Linked DNA regions of Capra hircus: region 2 is linked to region 1. Evidence: chromatin contacts called from public Hi-C data. All regions are on one chromosome and are shown on one strand. Each heading gives the region's core, a stretch centred on a gene start, on an enhancer-like site or on the middle of the called end of the contact. The rest is flanking DNA. Distances are from core to core; before and after follow the strand shown. Region 1 holds the start of SRD5A3 (polyprenol reductase). Region 2 holds the start of CLOCK (circadian locomoter output cycles protein kaput).

Evidence for each region. Hi-C and Micro-C count contacts between places; a contact is called where the count stands out from the background.
Region 2: a Hi-C map of blood shows a contact between it and region 1, with 2.5 times the contacts expected there. The contact joins the promoter of CLOCK here to the promoter of SRD5A3 in region 1. A contact is called at or near these places in 2 of 5 Hi-C or Micro-C datasets (blood and liver).

What each region holds. Positions count from the first base shown.
Region 1 is chr6:71,349,699-71,353,323 of ARS1.2, forward strand. SRD5A3 (polyprenol reductase) reads left to right here and starts at 1,690. Exons shown (of 5, transcript XM_018049464.1): 1 at 1,690-1,974. The coding sequence starts at 1,754.
Region 2 is chr6:71,546,405-71,550,108 of ARS1.2, forward strand. It overlaps CLOCK (circadian locomoter output cycles protein kaput), which reads right to left and starts at 1,802. Exons shown (of 24, transcript XM_018049470.1): 1 at 1,312-1,802; 2 at 1-58.

The DNA.
Region 1 (3,625 bases), core at 440-2,939:
GCACAAAGAAGCAAAACTCTAAGAAGCTGGCACATTTAACAATCCAAAGGACTGTTCAGGACACAGTAACCTCCCCACTCGGTTCCCTGATGCTCATTCGACACACACATGCGGTATCACACTCCGGTGTGGGCTGCCACTCCCCTCTCCCACCCCTCTCCTGCCACCCCATCTCAAGAAAGAAGCTCCAAAAAGGCAAGGACATTATCCTGTAAGCCTCTCTGTCCTCAGTGTCCAAAACGATGCCTGTCATGTAACAGTTGTTGCTTAGTTGCTAAGTCGTGTCTGACACTTTGCCACCCCCATGGACTGTAGCCCACCAGGATCCTCTGTCCATGGGATTTCCCAGGCAAGAGTACTGGAGTGGGTTGCCATTCCCTTTTCCAGGGGATCTTCCCAACACAGGAATCAAACCCAGGTCTCCTGCATTGCAGGTGGATTCTTTACCAGCTGAACCAGAAGGGAAGCCCAAGAATAATGCAGTGGGTAGCCAATCCCTTCTTCAGCGGATCTTCCCGACCCAGGAATCAAACCAGGGTCTCCTACATCGCAGGTGGATTCTTTACCAACTGAGCTATCAGGGCTATTTTTTTGGAACTGACACATTTAAGGCTTTAATAAAATATTTTCTAAAAAACTTAAAGTTTCATTTGTCCTAACCAAAAACAATGTTGTTTAAAACTGATGAGCCAATAAAAATAGCACTGTCACTACATGGAAATAAATATAAGAAATGACAGATGGAGTCAAAAACTTTGCCTCTAAGGAGTGGAACTCTAGAAGGAACAGGGCTGCAGTTTTTAAATTTTTACCACTTTCATTTTTGTATTTGCAATTGCCTTTACTTTCTATTTTACTTAAATTATACACATTTCTAACATTCTACTGCTGTCACTTCAGTCGTGTCCGACTCTGTGCGACCCCATAGACGGCAGCCCACCAGGCTCCCCCGGCCTTGGGATTCTCAAGGCAAGAACACTGGAGTGGGTTGCCATTTCCTTCTCCAATGCATGAAAGTGAAAAGTGAAAGTGAAGTCGCTTAGTTGAGTCTGACCCTCAGCGACCCCATGGACTGCAGCCTTCCAGGCTCCTCCGCCCATGGGATTTTCCAGGAAAGAGTACTGGAATGGGGTGCCATTGCCTTCTCCTAACATTCTACTACAACTATTCATTTTTGTGTGTAACCTGCCTTCTTAATCTACATTCATATTAATATAGTTGTTCACAATCATAGCTCTTCATTTTACATTTTAGATTTTTTTCACTTAACCTACAGTTCCAATTATCACAAAGCTTTCCGTGTTTTTACAGTCTCCATAATTATTTTAATGGCTGCATGATATTCCAATGTGTTACTGTACCATAATTTAGCTAAATATCTTAACATGGAACATTCTGGATTGTTTCCATTTCCAATGAAAACAATGCTGCAGCGAAGACTTGCAGTTATGTGGCCTTGTTCGTTCCGCTGCTTTGAATCATACTGTTGAATCATATCTCTGGGGTCCCACCGAAGCACCCCTGATTCACATAGTACACCTACTGCTACCAGCGAGCACCACCAAATTGACCCTAACCAGAAATCCCGGTGGCGGGGCGGGGCCTCCGTCCCAGGGGGCGTGTCCAGGGCGGAGCCGAGCGCGTCCCCGCCCCGCGCTGCGCCCCGACGTCCCGCCTGACTGAGCCCGCGCGCCGCACGCGAGTAGACGGTCTTCCGGGGGCCGGGAGAGCTAGATTGCTGGGCTCGCCAGCTATGGCTACGTGGGCGGGGACCGAGGTCTCGGCGCTGAACCCGCTGCGCGCCCTTTGGCTCACGCTGGCTGCCACCTTCTTACTAACCCTGTTGCTGCAGCTCGTGCCGCCCGGCCTGCTTCCGGGCTGCGCATTCTTCCAGGACCTGATCCGCTACGGAAAAACCAAGGAAGGGGCGCCGCCGCGCCCGGCCGCCTGCCGGGCCTTTGATGTTCCCAAGAGGTAATCGTGCCCGGGCGCGAGTCCTGGTTGCCAAGTCAAGGAGAGCCGGGGGCGCCTGGTTCTAGCTGCCGGCAGGGGGCAGCAGAGGCGGGCACGGGGCCGGCGCGGACCAGATCCGGGAAGCCCAGGCCGATTCCCCGAGGCGGCGTTACCCCGGCCCGCCCGCCCGCAAGTGCACGAGTCTGCTCTGCGGCCCTAGGGGCGGAGTGTCCCGAGACACCGAGGAAGCTGAGCCACGCATACCTCCAGGGGCGCAGGAACGTAAACTTGTGGCCTCAACTTAGCCTTTCCTTCGGGGGAAATGGCTGCGCTTCCAGATTTAGGCTTGGTCCCCAGGTGGTAAAGTCTCCTTTGTCCCTAATTTCGCTTTCCGCCGTCCTGCACTCTAGGGACTCATAACCTAACTTGAGGTCGCCGAGACTCACTAGAAATGAAGGCAGGCCCTCCCTTCTCTCGTGTACCCTGTTTGTCTCCCTCATAGTGAACAGTCAGGACGAAGGGTGAGACGCTGGTCACTAACAGACGCCACCTCCATCAGCCGCACCAAGGCAGGTGCCCCTGAAGAAAGTTGCCCAAGGTGGCACGTTTAGGCAAGCGTGGTCCCTAAGCGCATCGCTCAACAGATTTCATAACTAAGTTAAATGAGAGATTAAATCTTTATGCCTTCAATATAATTGTTGAAGAAATTGTAAGGCTTATTATAGTCCGGGGAGTTTTTTTTCATGTGTTTTCACTTTAAATTTGGAACATAACTGAGAAGAGTGGGCCAAACACTTCTTGATGGTAGGTATATAACAGTGGCGTTTTTTTGGAGATGCAGCCTAAGTTGGCGTTCAGAAAGGAGTATGGAGAAATGTGATAGGGTTTCTGGTGTACTAAAATACCTCGATTATCGCTTAAACGTCAAATAGGCTGTTCCCCAGGTCTGCAGATGGGAACGGGTGTAAGTAAACTTGGCTTCCCATTTCTGACTGTTGGAGAAATACTCGCCAGATATAACATTGAGAAGCGACCGCTAGGTCATTTTGGGCAATGAGGCCCTGGGAAGAAAAGCATATGCCTGTTAAGTCACTTCAGTCGTGTATGACTTTTTGCGACCTCTTGGACTGTAGCCCGCCAGGCTCTGTCCATGGGGATTCTCCAGGCAAGAATACGGAAGTGGGTTGCCATTCCCTTCTCCAGGGGATCTTCCCGACACAGGGATCAAACCCACGTCTCTGTCTTCAGCACTGACAGGCGAGTTCTTGACCACTAGCGCCATCTGGGAAGAAGTAGATGCTTCAAACACTGTGATTAAACCTGTTTCTTAGAGGCTCTTTTTAAGCTAAAATGTCCTGTCAACCCTATTTTTAATCAGGATTTGAATATAGTAAGTACTTTTATACTTCAGAGCAGGGACATTCCTAGATTGTCAATTTTTTAATGTTACAAAGTGAGGAAAACAATTACTTGTTTTGAGAGTGAATTCTAACAATTTACTTTCTGAATTTTAAAAAAGATACTAGTGTCACTGATTAAAGGGCAGATTTCAAATCATCTCCTGCACTTACCTGTTTATTTGGCTCCCATACCCCACCTCTTAACTACTCCAGTCTGTGGTCATATGGCAGCCAAGAAACAGATTTTATACCTTTTCCTTATTCATTATTGC
Region 2 (3,704 bases), core at 552-3,051, 200 kb after region 1:
ATCAGCGTAACAGCCAAATCAACAATGACTAAAAGTTCCTTCTAGTGTTTTTCTTTCACTGTAAAAGAAAACATTATTGTTGCTTTTCTAAGGTTAGAAAGCCTTCAAGTCGTATAGTGTGGCATTCTAATAGCAAGCAACCGCCACCTGATTCGATCTTTCATTCCCCAAGTCAGAGGCCGAGGTTTTTACCTTTCAGGATTCTGCTATTAGCAACAGGACGACTTGCACACCAGCGAAAACGCACTCAAGAATGTAAGCTCTGCGGCGCTACACATCGGAAATTACACTCCCGGGGCCAGCACGCCAGGACAAGCTGGAGTCCAGCTTCGCAGGCGAAAAGGTTTCCATAAGAATCAGCCGCCGCGGTGACCCGGGGAGGGCGGGCGCGGGTGGACTCAAGAAGGAAGACCGGCGCCGCCCCGGGAGCGTTCGAACCCGCGCAGCGGCTCGAGTCGGACGCGAGGAGTAGCGCGTTCCCCGGGGACCCAGCCCCGGAACCGCGACCACTAACGGAACCAGCCCACGGGCGGCGGCGGCCACCGCTCGGACTGCGGGCCGCGGCGCGCGGGCCGGGTGCCGGGAGGGCGGGGGTTCCCCGGAGGAGCTGGCCGTCCCGGCGCCCCATTGGGCGCCGCTCCAAACGTGCCCGAGTTGTGACAGGAATAAAGTGGGTCACAAGGCCTAGCGGGTCCCCAGCGAAAGCCCTCTCCGCACCGGCTCTTCGGCTCTCCCCGCCCCTCTGCCGCTCGAATCGGCCTCAACCCAAGGGCGCGCTCCGGCCACCCGACCCCGCCGCACACCCCAATCCCACCCCTGCCCCGCAGGTAACCCCAGCTGTCCCGAAAGGCCCTTCAGACGGGGCGGGCCTCCACCCCAACTCCCGAGAAAAGACACTCTCGAGCGATAAGCAAAACTTGGGCTTCAGCGCCAGCCCGCCCCTCCCCTGGCCGCCGCCCCCCGGCCCCACACACACCGCCCTCCTGCTCCCCCACTTCCCGGCGCCCTCACCGTGTGGCTTGCGGCGGCTTCGGCTTCTTCCCTCCCCCACCCTGGAGTCCAGCTGCGGCGACTCGGAACCACTAGCCTTGCAGCGTCCTGAAGGCGCTGCGGCTCCCAGCTCTAGCAGCACCTGAGGCTGAGTGGCGCCCCCAACCCACCCCCCAAAAATTCACCGCTACAGCCGCCCTCAACTCCTCCCCCTCCCTTCCCTTCCCCTCCTCCACCGGCACCGGGACCACGCATGCGCCGCTCAGGCAAGCCTGCCGGCGGACGTCAGGCCCCAGGCCCACCCGGCGGGGCGCCACTCACCGGGAGCGCGCACGCGTCGGCGGCCAGATTTCCTTCGCGCTCTCGGTCTCGGGGGTTTCCTTTTTTAAGCCGGTAGCCGCAAGACGAGTCTGTGATTGCGCTCCCTCCCGGCGCATGCGTAGTCAGTGACCCCTGCGGGCTCCGACTGCCGGCGCTTTTCTTTCGTCCCTCCCCTCCTCACTCTCTCTTTCCCCGGTGCGTCTCGGTGCGCATGCGATGTGCCCCGTTAGGCAGCTCGGAGCTGCGATGGGGATCCCGGGCGCCGGAGGAGACTCCTGCTCCCTAGGTCTACGCGTCTGCGCGATCCGCGGCTGCCGCCGGGCGTGCAGGAAAGCCAAGATCCCCCCGGCGCCCCGTTCCTCGCACCGGTTACTGGAAAGCAGGGGAGGCGGGGCCTGGTTAGCTGCGGAGGGTGCGGCCGGTCCCGGGAGTTTTAGATCAGGGTGGCTTTGACTTTTACCCTGGATGCAGGAAGCGAGGACAGAGGAGAGTTTCTTGTACGAGGGATCCCGAAGCCAAAAAGGGGGACCTTCTCTTTCTCGAAAACCAAATCACTTTGCCAATGCCAGGGAAAAAAAAAATCGGGCGGGCGAAAAGAATTTTCCTCCTCATCCAGTGGCATCACTTGCGTTTCGTCTCCTGGGACGGGAAGAGGGCGTTTGTGAAGGTGACTGGCACTCCAGACTCCTCCTCTCTCTTCTGGAAGTGCACTGCTTTAGTCGCTTCTTTTTGGAGAGTGGGCCTGGGGATATCGGACGTGAGTCCTTGGCTGGAGGGCCGAGGCCAAAGAAGATAACGGACGTGCTCCTTTGGAGATTTTTATCTAGCCTTAAGGAAGATGGGAGATAAACCAGGATCCTAGCTTGTACCTTCCTTCCCTTGTAGAAAAACGTGTGAATGTTTTCCCCCTTATCTTAGGGGGAAATTACTTTCTTTGATGGTTAAGACAGTTGGTCCGCAAGGGAAAGCACCTTTCAGTAGCTAAAAATTATTGGGAAAAAGTCTACACTCCTAATTCCTAGTAGTTTTCATATTTTAATGATTGTTCTTTGAATTTGAAACAGAAGCCATTTTTTCTTCTTTCAAAAAAACTGTTGTGACTATAAAATCCTCCCTCAAAGGTAACATTCATCTCAGTGAACACTTTAGATTCTTGCTGTGTACTCAAGAGAAAAAGAACATCGATTGAAATTGAGAAACTATTCAGATCCCTTATCATTCACCAGAGGATTCTATCCGGAATGGGAGAGCGTGGTAGAGTCATCATATAGCAGACAAGATTTTAGTAGACAATTTTTCCTGCTTAGCATTCATTCCCTATTCTGATCATTTCCTTTGGAGAACTATCCTTTCTTCACTTTCAGACCAGGACTCCAGAGGAAAACACATTTGAGTTAATCCTCTACCTTAGTTTGGATTTAACTAAGAAGGTTGATCTCTTTTCCAATGAAGTTAAGTCTGCAAAAATGAAAGCCTGAACACATCTTCCTACTCACAGACTCTGAGAAAGAAGGCAACGTGGAATAAAGCAGGTTCAAAAATGGAGATTTGGCCTGTAGACACATTGGATGCATGGAATCCATTGTGGACTAGATAACTCTGGAAATTTCAGTTAAGTTCAACTTCACTTTCACTTTTCACTTTCATGCATTGGAGAAGGAAATGGCAACCCACTCCAGTGTTCTTGCCTGGAGAATCCCAGGGACGGGGGAGCTTGGTGGGCTACCGTCTATGGGGTCGCACAGAGTCAGACACGACTGAATCGACTTAGCAGTCAATAAATTCTTAACATGTATTCATTGCTTAAACCAGTGAGAAGTTATCTGTCACTTGCCATCATGAATTCTCACAGTGGTAGCAAGAGAGGAAGCAAGATTAATACTGATTAGGAAGATTTCAGTTAGACAAGAGGCTTTGAATGCTTTTCCTAGGATTGGATTTTCTAGAGAAAGTGATCTCTCTTCATATTCTGCATCGTATCTTCAAAAATACCTTTGCCCCTTTTAATGGTTCCATGGTCCTCTTAGTCACTAGAAACACATCATGTTCATCTTTGACTCCTTCCTCTCTCATTTTCTGTATTTAATCATTTACCAACACCTGTTGATAGTCCCGTTTTCTGTTCATTCTTCTGCCACTACTCAAACATTTCCCATGATTCGGTTCACAACTTATCTTTCTCCCCATACTCTCCAAGAAGAAAACTGTACCACATATTTTTAATCACATTTCCAGATTCCACTTTTCCCTAAAACAAAAACCCTGCCTCATAGTTTGTCTCCTAGCCTAAATCCTCTCCTTGAACACAATTTATCTGACTCAAATATTCTGCTCATTTCTTCTTGTCTGCCTAGCTATAATTTAAAAGGAACATTTCCAACTCCATTCCTAAC